Linked DNA regions of Canis lupus: regions 2 and 3 are each linked to region 1. A link is a contact called in public Hi-C data. All regions are on one chromosome and are shown on one strand. The core of a region is the stretch at or near the end of the contact, and the rest is flanking DNA. Distances in the headings are between cores, read along the strand shown.

Region 1 (4,316 bases), core at 1,090-3,589:
CTGGCTTCTTGGTCAACTGCTCGCTCTTTAAAAGAATTTTTAAGTAATCTCTACACCTCAGTCTCAAATTTATAACCCCGAGATTAAGAGTTGCACACTCCACCAACTGAGCCCGTCAGGCACCCCAGTCAACTGTTCTTCTCTTATAGGTAATACTATTGGTTCACTTTTCCCCATCCAAATTGAAGTTCTGTTCATTTAAAAAAATTTATATCTTGCTGAACTATGTTGTTTATATGAATAACTTATCATGCTAAGTTTTATGTACTTTTTTTGTAATCAAACAACAATTTTAAAGTAAGTTCCATGCCACATGTGGGACTTGAACTTAGGACCCTGAGATCAAGAGTCACATGCTCCACCAATGGACCCAGCCAGGCACCCCTATGGGCTCGTTCTTTACTGTTACTCTAGAATTTTACTCTTCAACGTTCTGTACAATCATACCTTATGTTTCAGCACTCCCAAACATAGACCAACAAAACAAGTCAAACAAGCTCTCTGATACCCACCCTTTTTTTCTCTTAGTGTAAACAGTGCTATATAAATGGAAGGTTATTAAAGCATCTTCAAGAACATTAGCTTAGGGATGCCCAGGTGGCTCAGCGGCTGAGTGTCTGCCTTCGGCCCAAGGCGTGATCCGTGATCGTGGAGTCCTGGGATTGAGTCCTGCATTGGGCTCCCTGCATGGAGCCTGCTTCTCCCTCTGCCTGTGTCTCTGCCTCTTTCTCTGTGTCTCTCATGAATAAATAAAATCTTTAAAAAAAAAAAAAAAAGAACATTAGCTTATAAATTCATGGGTCAGCAGATGGTCTGCCAGTAAGATGGAAATATGCACCTCAGTGCTTCAGATTGCCCATTACTACAATATTTTGTTCTTATAAATCCTAGGACAGCACCAAGCTATAAAATAAATATATCAAGTTTCTATTGTTGTTTTAAATCGTGCTAATTTTACTTTATTCCATTTCATAAAACTTGCTTAAATATACTATCAATCAATAATTAAGATTATTAAAATAGAAAGCATGTAGAGCAGACTAAGAATGTCGACTTTTAATAAAGAAATTGTGACTGATTACAGCAAAGAGGTCACCAACAAGGGATACCAGAGGGCAGCAATAAAATAAAAGTCTTATGTACAGTCTCACTTATCAGTTTAGGGATTAACTTGTCACACTGCTATCGCCCTGATAAAGTGAGGCAACTACAGCTAAGGAGGGAAATGAATATAGAGCACAGATGCTACAAGCAGCGCACGAAAAAAGCAACAGATGTCAAACGAATAATTCAACAAATGTTTGTCTAACATTTTATCAACAGGAAATCTAAAATAAGTGAGTGTTCCCTCCCTAAAATTTCGTAACTTGATGCATCATAAAATGCTGACACAGCTTCTAATTTACAGACTAAATTATGTATAGTATAGTTTGAAGTCTCTTTATTTCTTTACATATGAGCATCAGCAGACACTGATAATACCATTATGAACCTGTATTTGCATTAATCTGAAGTACAGCCGACAGGCTAAATGTGAGGAGGGAAAAAAGGGCAGCCCGGCGCGGGGTGTGGGGTGTGGGGTGTGGGGGGGTGTGCGGTTCAGCGCCGCCTTCCGCCCAGGGCCTGACCCTGGAGACCCGGGATCCAGTCCCACATCGGGCTCCCTGCATGGAGCCTGCTTCTCTCTCTGTCTCTCTCATGATGAAATCTTAAAAAAAAAAAAAAAAAAAGAAAGAAAGAAAGAAAGAAAGAAAGAAAGAAAGAAAGAAAGAAAGAAAGAAAAAAAATACAAAGAGGACTTCCTAGCTGAAAACTACCTTCTTCTGTACCTCAAATGGGTGAAAAATGCACGACCATATCTAGCACCATATTTAGAGAAAGGGCAAAGGTACGGTTAAGCCTCCTCCAACCTCCCAAACAAAAAAACAAGCTCAGCAATTGAAAGCGTCTTGGAAACCACTTAGTGATACAGAAATTTACCTTTCAACAAAAGCAAGGGTTAAGTCTGATTCACAATTCCCCTTGGCTGTAACTGTACCGAAAAACTTGTTTAGGAAGCTTCAGATGCCGCGGGGAAGTGTATTTCAAGACCCCAGGAAGGGGCACCTGGCTGGTTCGGGTGGTTGAGCATCTGCCTTTGCTTTGGCTCAGGTCGTGATCTTAGGGTGTGTGGGGGGGTCCCCTGCAGGGAGCCTGCTTCTCCCTCTGCCTAGGTCTCTCTCTCTGTGTCTCATGAACAAGTACAATCTTTAAAGGCCCCAGGAGAACCTCCATCCACCGGCGAGCGCGGAGCACTCAAGGTTCCGCTCCCGAGGACTCCACGCCGATGTCGCTGCAGCACTACCGGCCCAGCGCACCGCCGCACGCGCTCCCTCCAGGATTCGGGGCCGGAGAACGCTCCTGGGAGGAGGGCAGGAGAATCATCATCATCATCTTCTTCTATCGATCCAGGAACTCTGGCACGGAAAGCGTGAACCACCCAAGGTAACGATGTCGTCACCAAGGGACGACAGGAATAGAACCCAAATCCCTGGGCTCCCAGGCTCGTGTTTTCTCCTTAATCGTGCGCTCCTTCCCACTCCTCCGAGAGCACCAGGTGCGAAGGGTCGGAGAAGGGAGCGCACACCCGGAGCCCGGTCGGCGAGGCCGCCGCCGCCTCGCTCAGGGGCCCCCGGACCCACTCCGCGGCGCTGGCCGGGGACGATGAAGGCAGCCGCGGCCGCGACCCCCGGCGACCAGGAGCTGGAGCTAGGTACCGCCCCGCTGCCCCTCCCCCCGGGCCCCGCGCTCCCCGCGCTCCCCCGCTCCCCCGCCGGGCGGCCCCGCCCCGCCCCCACCCCCACCCCGCGGAGGGGCGCGCGGGGCGCCTTGCTGCGTCTCCGCCGCTACCACACCTCCTCGGTGGGAGCACGGGCCGGTACCACGTGCGCTCCGCGGGGCCCGCCAGGACGGGGCGGGATGGAGACCGCACGCCGAGAGCCCTCCCCGCTCCCACGGCGCGGCCGTCCCCCGGGCAACCTCCCGCCGAGGACGCCTTCCGGAGCGCGCGCGGCTACGCACCCCCCCCGCTCCCCGCACGCCCCCCCCCCCCGCCCCGCGCGGAGGACGCCGGCGCGCGCGCACTGCGGGCCATTCCAAACCGTTACTCCGCCCGCCGGGGTGGGGCCAAGCCCAACGGCCGAGTCTGCGCAGTTGCGCCCGGCCGGCTCCGAGGCCGCCGCGCACTACAAGTCCCAGAAGGCAACGCTCCGCGGGGGCGAGCAGCCGCCTTACCTGCCGCGAGTTCGTTCCACCGGCTGCTGGTGCTCTCCCCGTTCCCCCGTGCCCTCGGGTCTCATTTCTGTAGTCAAGGCTTAGCACCTTCGACCTGGAAGCTCTTGGCGTACCCCCCTTTGTCTCCCTCGAACTATGCCAGACGCCCTCACCGGAGTTGGGTAGTGCACCCACCCGACAGAGGGGAACCTGAGGAGGCCCAAGCCGAGGCAGCTCGGTCGCACTTCCGCCTCGCGGGCTCCGGAAGGGAGCGCGCACGCGCGCCCTGCGACTCCGGCGCGGTTGACTTCCGCTCCCACTGTGCCCCGCGAGCCGAATCATGGATCACACTGGTAAGGAGGCGGAGGCAGCGGGGGTCCCGGGTCCATGCCCCCTCGGCCGGCCTGGGACTGGCTGCCCGGCGGGCGGAGCGGGGATGCGCTCGCCCTGCAGCGCTGGGGGGTGGCGGTGAGAGAGAAATCCCACAGACCCCTCCCGGTGCCCGGCAAGGGCCTGCCGTTTCCCGGCCTACCCTCCGGTGTGGTACCTACAGCCTCGGTGCCGGCAGCAGCCGCCGCTCTGGTGCTGCGGAGCTCCCCGCCCGCACGGTGGGCGGCGCGGCCTCGTGGGGACCGGGGCGCGCTGCCTCCTTTTTTTTTTTTTTTTTTCTTTTTAAACCGTGGTGCCCCGCTCTGCGTTTCGGGTGCCGGCGGGCAGACTCCAGGCTCAGGGTCGGGGCGCGGGAGGGGGCTGCGGGCGGGCGCTGCGGGGGGCGCTGCCGGTCCTTCGTGGACCCGAGGCGGAGCGGGGAGCCAGGTGAGAGTTTTCGGAATCCTGCTCGGACCGGCTTTTCTGTCTGAGCCCAAAGCCTGCTCCGCGCTTCGGCTGTGGTCCTTACTCCTCTTTCGGGGGCGTTTACAAAGGAGAGCTTAAATTCAAGATACCCGCATCTCTTTCTCCAAGTAAGAAGGACTCCGCTCTTCGTTGTGTGTTGTTTGGCTTTTTTTTTTTCATCGTGGCTTTTGGATAGTGAGTGAGTGAACCTGGGGCTGCTGTTCCGTGTG
Region 2 (4,316 bases), core at 1,197-3,696, 200 kb before region 1:
GTGATATGCTTTATTTTATAGGTGTGATGGTTGCAAGAGGACTCTTAGCAAACCCTGCCATGTTTGCTGGCTATAACGAAACCCCGCTGCAGTGCATCTGGGACTGGATTGACATTGCTCTTGAACTTGGAACTCCTTATATGTGTTTCCATCAACATTTAATGTACATGATGGAAAAAATAACTTCAAGGCAGGAAAAAAGAGTGTTTAATGCTTTGTCAAGCACATCAGCAGTTTTAGATTACCTTACAGACCATTATGGGATTTGACTGGACTTCCTAAAGTATTTTAATATTTACTTCACTTTATATCTACAGTGAAACCACCCAAGGTCACATTTTGGTTTTTACTTTAAGTCAGTGTCTCTCCCCCATAAGCATAAAAACAGTGCCCTGAGAACATTTTAAAAAGTTAGTCCTAGACCCCATCCTCAGAGATTCTGATTCAGTACATCTGTAGGATGGAAACAAAATTTAGTTGTAAAGAAGACCCCAGGTAGAGCAAACATCCTGGTCACTCTACCAAACATTGACAAAATATTGTTCTGAATCCTATTATGGATTTAAAAAAAAAAAAAATTTCCTAAAGGAATTGTGTTTTTAACATTTTTAAATAAATTTTTTATTTTAATACTAAAAGTATGAGTCTAATAGTATTTATAAGTCAACATGAAGCATGTTTGAAAATAAGTGCAAAGTGACAGAACAAATGCCAACTTCTACATAAAATGAAAAGGAACAAGAATTCTGTATAAAGTTACTTTCAGGACTTAGATTAAAAATTCAAATTGGAAAATCAAACTGGTACTTCCTAATTCATGAATGACACTTCCAGGTATGTGTTTTAAATTCTATGTAACTTATTTAAATTGTTTTAAATTGTATGAGTTTAAATATCTGTGATATTTTCTATGATTTAAAATTAATAAGATCCATGAAACTCTAAATGATGTTAACTTTGTTACATTTCAAGTCTTCTAGATCCTTAGAAGATTGAGATCTTGCTTGGTAAATACACTTGTACCTAAAATGACAAAAATTAATTTTAGTCTCCCACATTTTATATATAAAAAATTTGGTAGCCAATCTGGAGCTGATTATATATTTGAAATATTTCTTAGAGAATTTTAATTTAAAAACCTAATTTTCATATGCTGTTTTTAGTGATTTATTTATTTTTTGAAGATTTTATTTATTTATTCATGAGAGACGGAGAGAGAGAGAGAGGCAGAGACACAGGCAGAGGGAGAAGCAGGCTCCATGCAAGGAGCTGGGCATGGGACTTGATCCCAGGACCCCAGGATCACGCCCTGAACCAAAGGCAAGTGCTAAACTGCTGAGCCACCCAGGGATCCCCGTGATTTATTTATTTATGATGTTATTTTTACACTTCCCAGCAGTTGATAATAATTTTTTTGATAATTTTAATTTTATAGTTCCATGGTCTGGGAGTGTTACTAAGAGAATTTTGTTGTTGGTGAATGTGCCACTGCAGGAATTCAGTATCTCAGTTATTAAAACCGTTTCATAATTAAGATACTGGCCTATATTACCAACATGAAAACTTTATAAGGAAACGGTTATCTAAAACTGCTTAATTCAAGCCTGGGTAGCTCAGTGGGTTAAATATCTGCCTTCCGCTCAGGTCCTGATCCCAGAGTCCTAGGATGGAGCCCCATATCCAGCTCCATGCTCAGTGGAGAGCCTGCTTCTTCCTCTCCCCTGCCCCCACTCATGCCCTCTCTGGGGCTTGCTCTTTCTCTCAAATAAATAAAATCTTTAAAAAAAAAAAAAAACCTTCATAGTTAATTCATAGTCTTTTTCCTCTCTTTTCTGTGTGATCAAGTATATCTGTGATGATAAGAAAAAGCACCCACTTAAATGTATTTTTATTACTCTATAATCATCTTTTTTTTAATTTTTTTTTTTTTAATTTATTTATGATAGGCACACAGTGAGAGAGAGAGAGAGAGGCAGAGACACAGGCAGAGGGAGAAGCAGGCTCCATGCACCGGAAGCCCGACGTGGGATTCGATCCCGGGTCTCCAGGATCGCGCCCTGGGCCAAAGGCAGGCGCCAAACCGCTGCGCCACCCAGGGATCCCTCTATAATCATATCTTTACTTACATCATTTAATATTCCCAAAATAATTCTGCCCAGGAGGATAATACCGTCATTTGTATTTCTGAGACCTTGTCAATAATGAAACAATAATTAAGTATATTCACGCAATTCGACAACCTGGACAATAGTAACTGAAGGAATGCGCCCACCCACGGTTTGCTCCCTCTCCGTCCCTAAACGTCTCCCTGGGGAGAACTCTCTTCCCAGCCTGCGGACAAGAGCAGGAAAATAGGTTTTGAAGCTGCGTAAGCTTCCGCGTCCTCAGGACAGAACGCTGCGCCCCTGCCTCGTGGCCCTGCCGTTGAAGTCAGCGCGGCTCGGAGCGGGAGCCGCTTCCACCCCAGAAGGCCGGGCAGGGACGGCCGGGACCCGCGCCCCTCCCACCCGCACCACACGCGATCAGAGCTTAAGGTCGGCTCCCGGGAGCAGTCGGCCGCGGAGCCCCAGCACCCGGGAAGTCCGAGCCGCCCTCCAGGTCCACAGCTAGGAAATCACTACGGCCAGTCCCCGCGCCGCCGGCCACGTCGGCGGGCGCGGGCCCCGCGGTTCCGGGCAGGGGGCTGGGGGCTGGGGGCTGGGGGCTGGGAGCGGGGCCGGCGGGGCCGGCGGGGGCGGGGCCGGCGGGGCCGGGGGCGGGGCGCACCCTGGCCCGCCCCCCTGCGCCCTTGCCGCACCTGCCCGCCTCCCCCCGCCCCCCTCCCCGCTGCATCCTTGCCCCCCCGCCGCGGCGTCTGACGTCCCGCGCGTCGGCCGCGCGGAGCTGCGCCTGGAGCCAGGCGGGCGGCAGGCGGGGTAAGGCCGGCGGGGCGCCGGGAGCCACGGCCTCGCGGCGGGGAGGGCTCCGGGCCGCGCGGGGTCGCGGGGTCGCGCCGCTCCCTGCGCGGTTGGGCCTCGGGCGCCGGCCGGAGCCGCGGCGCGTTCGCGGAGCGGGGGCCCCTGGGCGCGGGCGGCCGCGGGGGGGCGTTAGGGGCCGGCGGCGCCAGGGCGGCGGGAGCTCGCGGGCCGCGACGCGCAGGCCGCCGGGTCGGCTCGGCCGGGTCCCCGCGGAGGGGAGAGGAGGGGAGGGGAGGGGCCGGCGGCCGCGGGCGGGCTCGTCCCCCGGGCCCCCGCCCAGCCCCGGTTCTCGCGCGGCGGCAAAGTAAACTAAGTGTTTCTTTATTTAGGTGTGAGGAGAAAGAAATGACGCTGCAGTGGGTGGCAGTCGCAACCTTTCTTTATGCTGAAATAGGACTTATTTTAATCTTCTGTCTGCCTTTTATTCCTCCTCAGAGGTAGGCAACCCCCACGTGGCTCGGGGAGGTGTGCGTGCCCGCGAGCGCTGCCCCCTAGCGCCGCCCCCTAGCGCTGCCCCCTAGCGCCGCCCCCTAGCGCTGCCCCCTGGCCGGCTGCCCCGCGGCGCCCGCGGCGTGGGGACGGGCCCGACGCCTCGGAGTTCCGGACGCTGCGTGTTTGAAGGTGCTCTGGAAACTCACAATTTCAGGGACTGTCGACTACTACTAAAGGATCACTGGATATAAAACTTACTATTATACGTACAAACGCATTAACGTGGTTTCCCCTCCCTCCTGGAAGGAGGCCCCAGGTCTTCTGGGTTCTGTTGATTACAGAGACGGTAAAGCAGTGCTTCTCCTTTTTTTTTTTTTTTTCTTTCTTTTTGGTTCTGCTTTTACTATCTGTTGTCATCAGACGTGTTGATTACCCGGAATTGGAAAAGGAAACTAAAAAAAAGGGGGAAATGGATAAAGGATGTTAACCGCACGCCCCGGTGCAGAAATGTTTCACTGAGGCAGTGGAACAACAATGTAGAAAGTGAAGCCAGTAAATTATTCTCAGTGTTGTTCTTATGTAACCCAGAGATGGTTGCATTAATGTCTAATGCCAATTTTACGAATTAACTAATTTTAATTTTACTAATTTAACTAATTAATACCCCTCCCCCCTCCCCCACACACAGTGAATATATGCTGAAAACGCTGAGTATGGAAAGTGCTCAGCACCACAACCATACATTACCATTAATTCCTTAGTAAAGGCCTTCAAAGGTTTTTGGGTGTTTTTTTTTAGATTTTATTTATTTATGATAGACATAGAGAGGCAGAGACACAAGCAGAGGGAGAAGCAGGCTCCATGCAGGGAGCCCGACGTGGGACTCGATTCCCGGTCTCCAGAGTCAGGCCCTGGGCCGAAGGCAGC
Region 3 (4,316 bases), core at 995-3,494, 140 kb after region 1:
GTCCTCCATGTTTCTCTCACTCTCATATTCAGAGTTGATGGAATTTGGGGAATATAGCTGATCTTATTGGCGCCTCACCTGTATCTTTTTAGTACTCACCTTTCCTCTGCAAGCTCATTTATAAGCCTTCTTATTGCAGGCACCAGAGACTTTGCCCAAGACTTCTCTGGCGGCTGTGGCTCATTCAGCTCACGTATGGGACGAGCCAGAAGGGCCAGGGAATTAAACGTCCCAGCTGCTGTCCTCAGCTAACGACTGATGGAAGCCTGCTGGGTGTATTTTGAGTAGGATGACTCTGAAGCACGTTCTACGTCATCTCCCAGAGGTTTCCAGCGAGTCTGAGCACCACTTTTTCAGTGGTAATCTGATACTCCATGTATCTGAAATACTTACCATCCCTTTTTCATTCCCTACTGATGCTTGCTTGGATCACCTCTCAGACAAACTGCACTCAAATGCTTGTCTCTGGGCCTGCTTCTAGGGGCGGTCAATTGAACCGGTGACCCATTAGGTAATGGGCTACAGGCAGGATTTGAGAATGGCTACACAATTTTTACTAGGGATGACTGGCTATTTGGAGGTATCGTCAAGTCACAGATATGAAGGAGAAAAATACGTTTTTTTTTTTTTTTAAATAAAATATTGGATAGTTGAAACGGAGGTGCTGGCAGGGTCACCCAGCTGGATGTGCTCAGTAGACAATTAAAAATATGGAATTAGGGCAGCCCGGGTGGCTCAGCTGGTTTAGCACCTGCCTCCGGCTCAGGCTGTGACCCTGGAGTCCCAGGATCGAGTCCCACATCGAGCTCCCTGCATGGAGCCTGCTTCTCCCTCTGCCTGTGTTTCTTATGAATGAAGTTTTAAAAATCTTTTAAAAAATATGGAATTAGGGAATCCCTGGGTGGCTCAGCGGTTTCGCGCCTGCCTTCAGTCCAGGCATGATCCTGGAGTCCCGGGATCGAGTCCCGCATCGGGCTCCCTGCATGGAGCCTGCTTCTGTCTCTGTGTCTATCATGAATAAATAAACAAAATCTTTAAAAAAAAAAAGAAAAAAAATATGGAATTAGGGCAGCCCCTGTGGCTCAGCTGGTTTAGCACCTGCCTTCGGCCCAGGGCCTGATCCTGGGGACCGGGGATGGGGTCCCGCATCGGGCTCCCTGCGTGCAGCGTGCTTCTCCCTCTGCCCTCTCTCTGTGTGTCTCTCATGAATAAATAAATAAATAAAAGTAAAAGAATATATGGTATTAGAGTCGGGGAGAGAAGTACAGACTGGACCTAGGGATCTGGGGGCTACCAGTGTATGAAGGCAGGTACCAAAGCCACGAAAATGGCCAAAACGCTACGTAGAGAAAAAAGGACGACTCTGGGTGACAAGTTGCAGCCTCTTCAACAAACACGAGGCATCATCCGTGTCTTCTCCCCGCAGGCTGAGCGCAGGTGGCTACGGGCTCCCTTCTCACTACGTGTAACCCACAGAGCCCAGCACACTGCCCCGCGGGGAAACCTCAAGAAACGTGGAATGAAGTTTTATCCGCAGTGTCCGGTTCCCGCAAAGCGAGTGCCGTCGGACCTTAGGCCTCGGTGCTCGGTGTCGACGACGAGGACTCTCCCCGGGTCTCTGCGGGGGGCCTTCCACCCCGCCCGTCGCCCCTCGCACCCCACTTCGCTCTAACGGAGGAGACAGCGCGTTTTCCGCGTCTGGCCAGTTCTCTTACTCAGAGGCGGTCGCTGGTGACGCCACGCCTGCGGACCCGTCCCTCACGCAGCATTTGCTTTGGGGGGAAGGTGACCAAGCCGTCGTGCTTCCTCGGCGGAATCCACCTCTCAGGGCCTCCCCCGGGAGCTGGCGCCGCTCGTAACGGCTCACGCGCTTGCGGCGAAGCGGGAGGACGCCCGCGAAGCGCCCGCCGAGCTCACTTTCCGCAGCCGGCACGCCGCGAACGCCCGGCCGCCCCACCCCGCCCTCAAGTACGCCGAGATCACGTTACAAGCCCGCGGCTCCGGTGCCACCGGGAGAACGGCACCGCCAGCCCCCGCCGCCGGAAAGCACCACGCCCCTTACGACAGTGCACGACTCCGCGCCTGCCGGGAACGCCCCCCGTCGCGTGCGCCCCGAGCGCGCGGGCCAATCGCGCTGCTCCCCGGCCCGTGACGTCAGCGGCGCTCGTGCATGCGCAGGGCGGGGAGACCTTGGCGAGACGGCGGAGGCGCTTAGCGGACGGGGAGGCGTCGGCGGAGGGGGAAGCGGGGCGGCGAGATGCAGAGCTGGAGTCGCGTGTACTGCTCCCTGGCCAAGGTGAGGCCCGCCCGGGAGGCGTCGTGCGCAGCCCGGGGGCCCGCTGGCGGCGCCCGGGACGCGGGCCGTCCGGCCGGGACCACCCGCGCGCGGCCCCGCCCCTGCGGGACTCGGGCCCGGGCGGCGGCGGGAGCGGAGGCGCCCCGCGGGCTGGGAGCCGCCGGCGGCCTGCGCGCGGGGGCCTGCGGGTCACGCACCGGCCTCCCGGTTGGCCGAGGAAGTCCAGCCCCGCAGCCGCCCGCTCTGGGTCTTCCCATCCCTCCTCCCGATCCTGGTCCCAAGCCCCAGAGTGGCGGCAGCGGGCAGGTCACCTGGGGGCCGCCCCTGGGAGCACCGGACGCGGTCAGCTCCGACAGGTGGCCCTAGGAACTCCCCAGAGGCCTCTTCATTGTTCGCAGCTGCAAGCCACCGTTGCCGCCGCCGCCTCCTTTTTTTCCGTTGCAACACCTCGTTAGGGCCAGCTTTTGCTTTTCTTTTCTTTTAAAGATTTATTCATGATAGACATAGAGAGGCAGAGACACAGGCAGAGGGAGAAGCAGACTCCATGCAGTGAGCTGGACGTGGGACTCGATCCTGGGTCTCCAGGATCACGCCCTGGGCCGAAGGCAGGCGCTAAACCGCCGAGCCCCCCCCCCCCCCCCCCCCGCCTCCGCCCGCCAGGGATCCCCAAGCTTTCACTTTTCGCCTACGTGCCGAATACAGCCCGGTTGTACGTAGGTGGGATCGTGGCTGGGTCCTCACTCCAGTGATGGAGACCTTAAAGGTGACCGTGAGTGATCAAACTCGTCCTTGACCCTGAGACGGGTAATCCGTGTACCTGAGAGTTAGCGTAACCCCGGGAGGAGGCTTTCTTCTAGGCAGAGGCAGAGCTGGGGGGCTAGAAGGTAGGACTGACGTTGTGTCCGCTCCTCTTTGGCCCGCTGTCCTGATCTCAGGTGCCTCGAGTTGCCTTGGACAAGAGAAGGTTGCTACCTGAGCGTGGGTTTCGTCACTGCCTCCCATATTCCTACCGTGATAAGAGCTGTTTTGCTTTGTTTCTTCCTGCTTTACGGTTCTTAGGAAAGAGTGGACGGTTGATATAAACGGTTGGGATTATGATGCACTTTGTGAAACCATAGTAGCTCTCGAGCGTCAGTAACAGTGCATTTTCCTAAGTTACCTTCTCTGGTTTTCTGTTCCTAATTAAACCGTTCAGGAGCATCTTCAGAGATTTTGTACCTGGTAGTTTGAGGTCGGAAACAAGAATTAGAAGCGGAGGATTGCAATAGTAAAGATTATCGAGGACTTAAGTTGGAACCTAAAGAGCATTCGTTGTGACATTAAAATGATCCCTGGCACCAAAAATTAGCCATGCTTTCTGAAAATGTAAGAAACCGTAACACCACTGAATAACACTTTTTTATTGGCCTTTAGCCCATATTTATATGAGATGGTTCGTTGAATATTCATAACGAACAGCTGTGGTGAGCGGAGGTTGAAAATCTAAATAATTACTCTTACGAAAGAGGAGAAATTGATACATAACCTCTGTGGAGCAATGGGAGATATATAAATAAGTGCTTGACACATTTGCTCCAAGTCATTACGTTTTCATTGGCCTTCAGTAGTCCTGTTTTGAATTCGTATTTTACATGACATTTTCTTTTTTCCAGAGAGGCCATTTCAGTCGAATATCTCATGGCTTACAGGCAGTTTCTGCAGTGCCTCTGAGAACTTACGCAGATCAACCAAGTGAGTACTTACTCAAATAGTTTTTCCTTAGATTAGTTCACAGTTCCTTTGTGTTTACATGTAAAAGCAAGTGATTATTAGAGTAATAATAATTTGTCATAGAATTCATTTGTTCTTATGTCTATTATTCACTTAAGTGTTTATTGAGCACCTAGTGTGTCTAGGTGGTGAACTGGGCAAAGCCCTGCTCTCGGAACTGACAGTCCAGTGGTAAAAACAACAACCTCAAAAAAACAAACAAAAAAAACCAAACAATCCTCAAGTAACAGGTAAGTATTTTGTGTAGTGA

The links. A called contact is a pair of places that touch in the nucleus more often than the background predicts.
Region 2: a Hi-C map of blood shows a contact between it and region 1, with 2.2 times the contacts expected there. The contact joins the promoter of BCAP29 here to the promoter of CBLL1 in region 1. A contact is called at or near these places in 2 of 9 Hi-C or Micro-C datasets (amygdala and blood).
Region 3: a Hi-C map of blood shows a contact between it and region 1, with 2.8 times the contacts expected there. The contact joins the promoter of DLD here to the promoter of CBLL1 in region 1. A contact is called at or near these places in 3 of 9 Hi-C or Micro-C datasets (amygdala and blood).

What each region holds. Positions count from the first base shown.
Region 1 is chr18:13,104,917-13,109,232 of UU_Cfam_GSD_1.0, reverse strand. CBLL1 (E3 ubiquitin-protein ligase Hakai) reads left to right here and starts at 2,339. Exons shown (of 6, transcript XM_038562698.1): 1 at 2,339-2,484. It overlaps LOC119864174 (a long non-coding RNA gene), which reads right to left and starts at 3,538. Exons shown (of 4, transcript XR_005373159.1): 1 at 3,274-3,538.
Region 2 is chr18:13,305,321-13,309,636 of UU_Cfam_GSD_1.0, reverse strand. BCAP29 (B-cell receptor-associated protein 29) reads left to right here and starts at 2,446. Exons shown (of 8, transcript XM_038562704.1): 1 at 2,446-2,598; 2 at 3,287-3,394. The coding sequence starts at 3,303. DUS4L (tRNA-dihydrouridine(20a/20b) synthase [NAD(P)+]-like) reads left to right here. Exons shown (of 8, transcript XM_038562702.1): 8 at 22-638. The coding sequence ends at 269.
Region 3 is chr18:12,969,079-12,973,394 of UU_Cfam_GSD_1.0, reverse strand. DLD (dihydrolipoamide dehydrogenase) reads left to right here and starts at 2,244. Exons shown (of 14, transcript NM_001003294.1): 1 at 2,244-2,296; 2 at 3,949-4,027. The coding sequence starts at 2,258.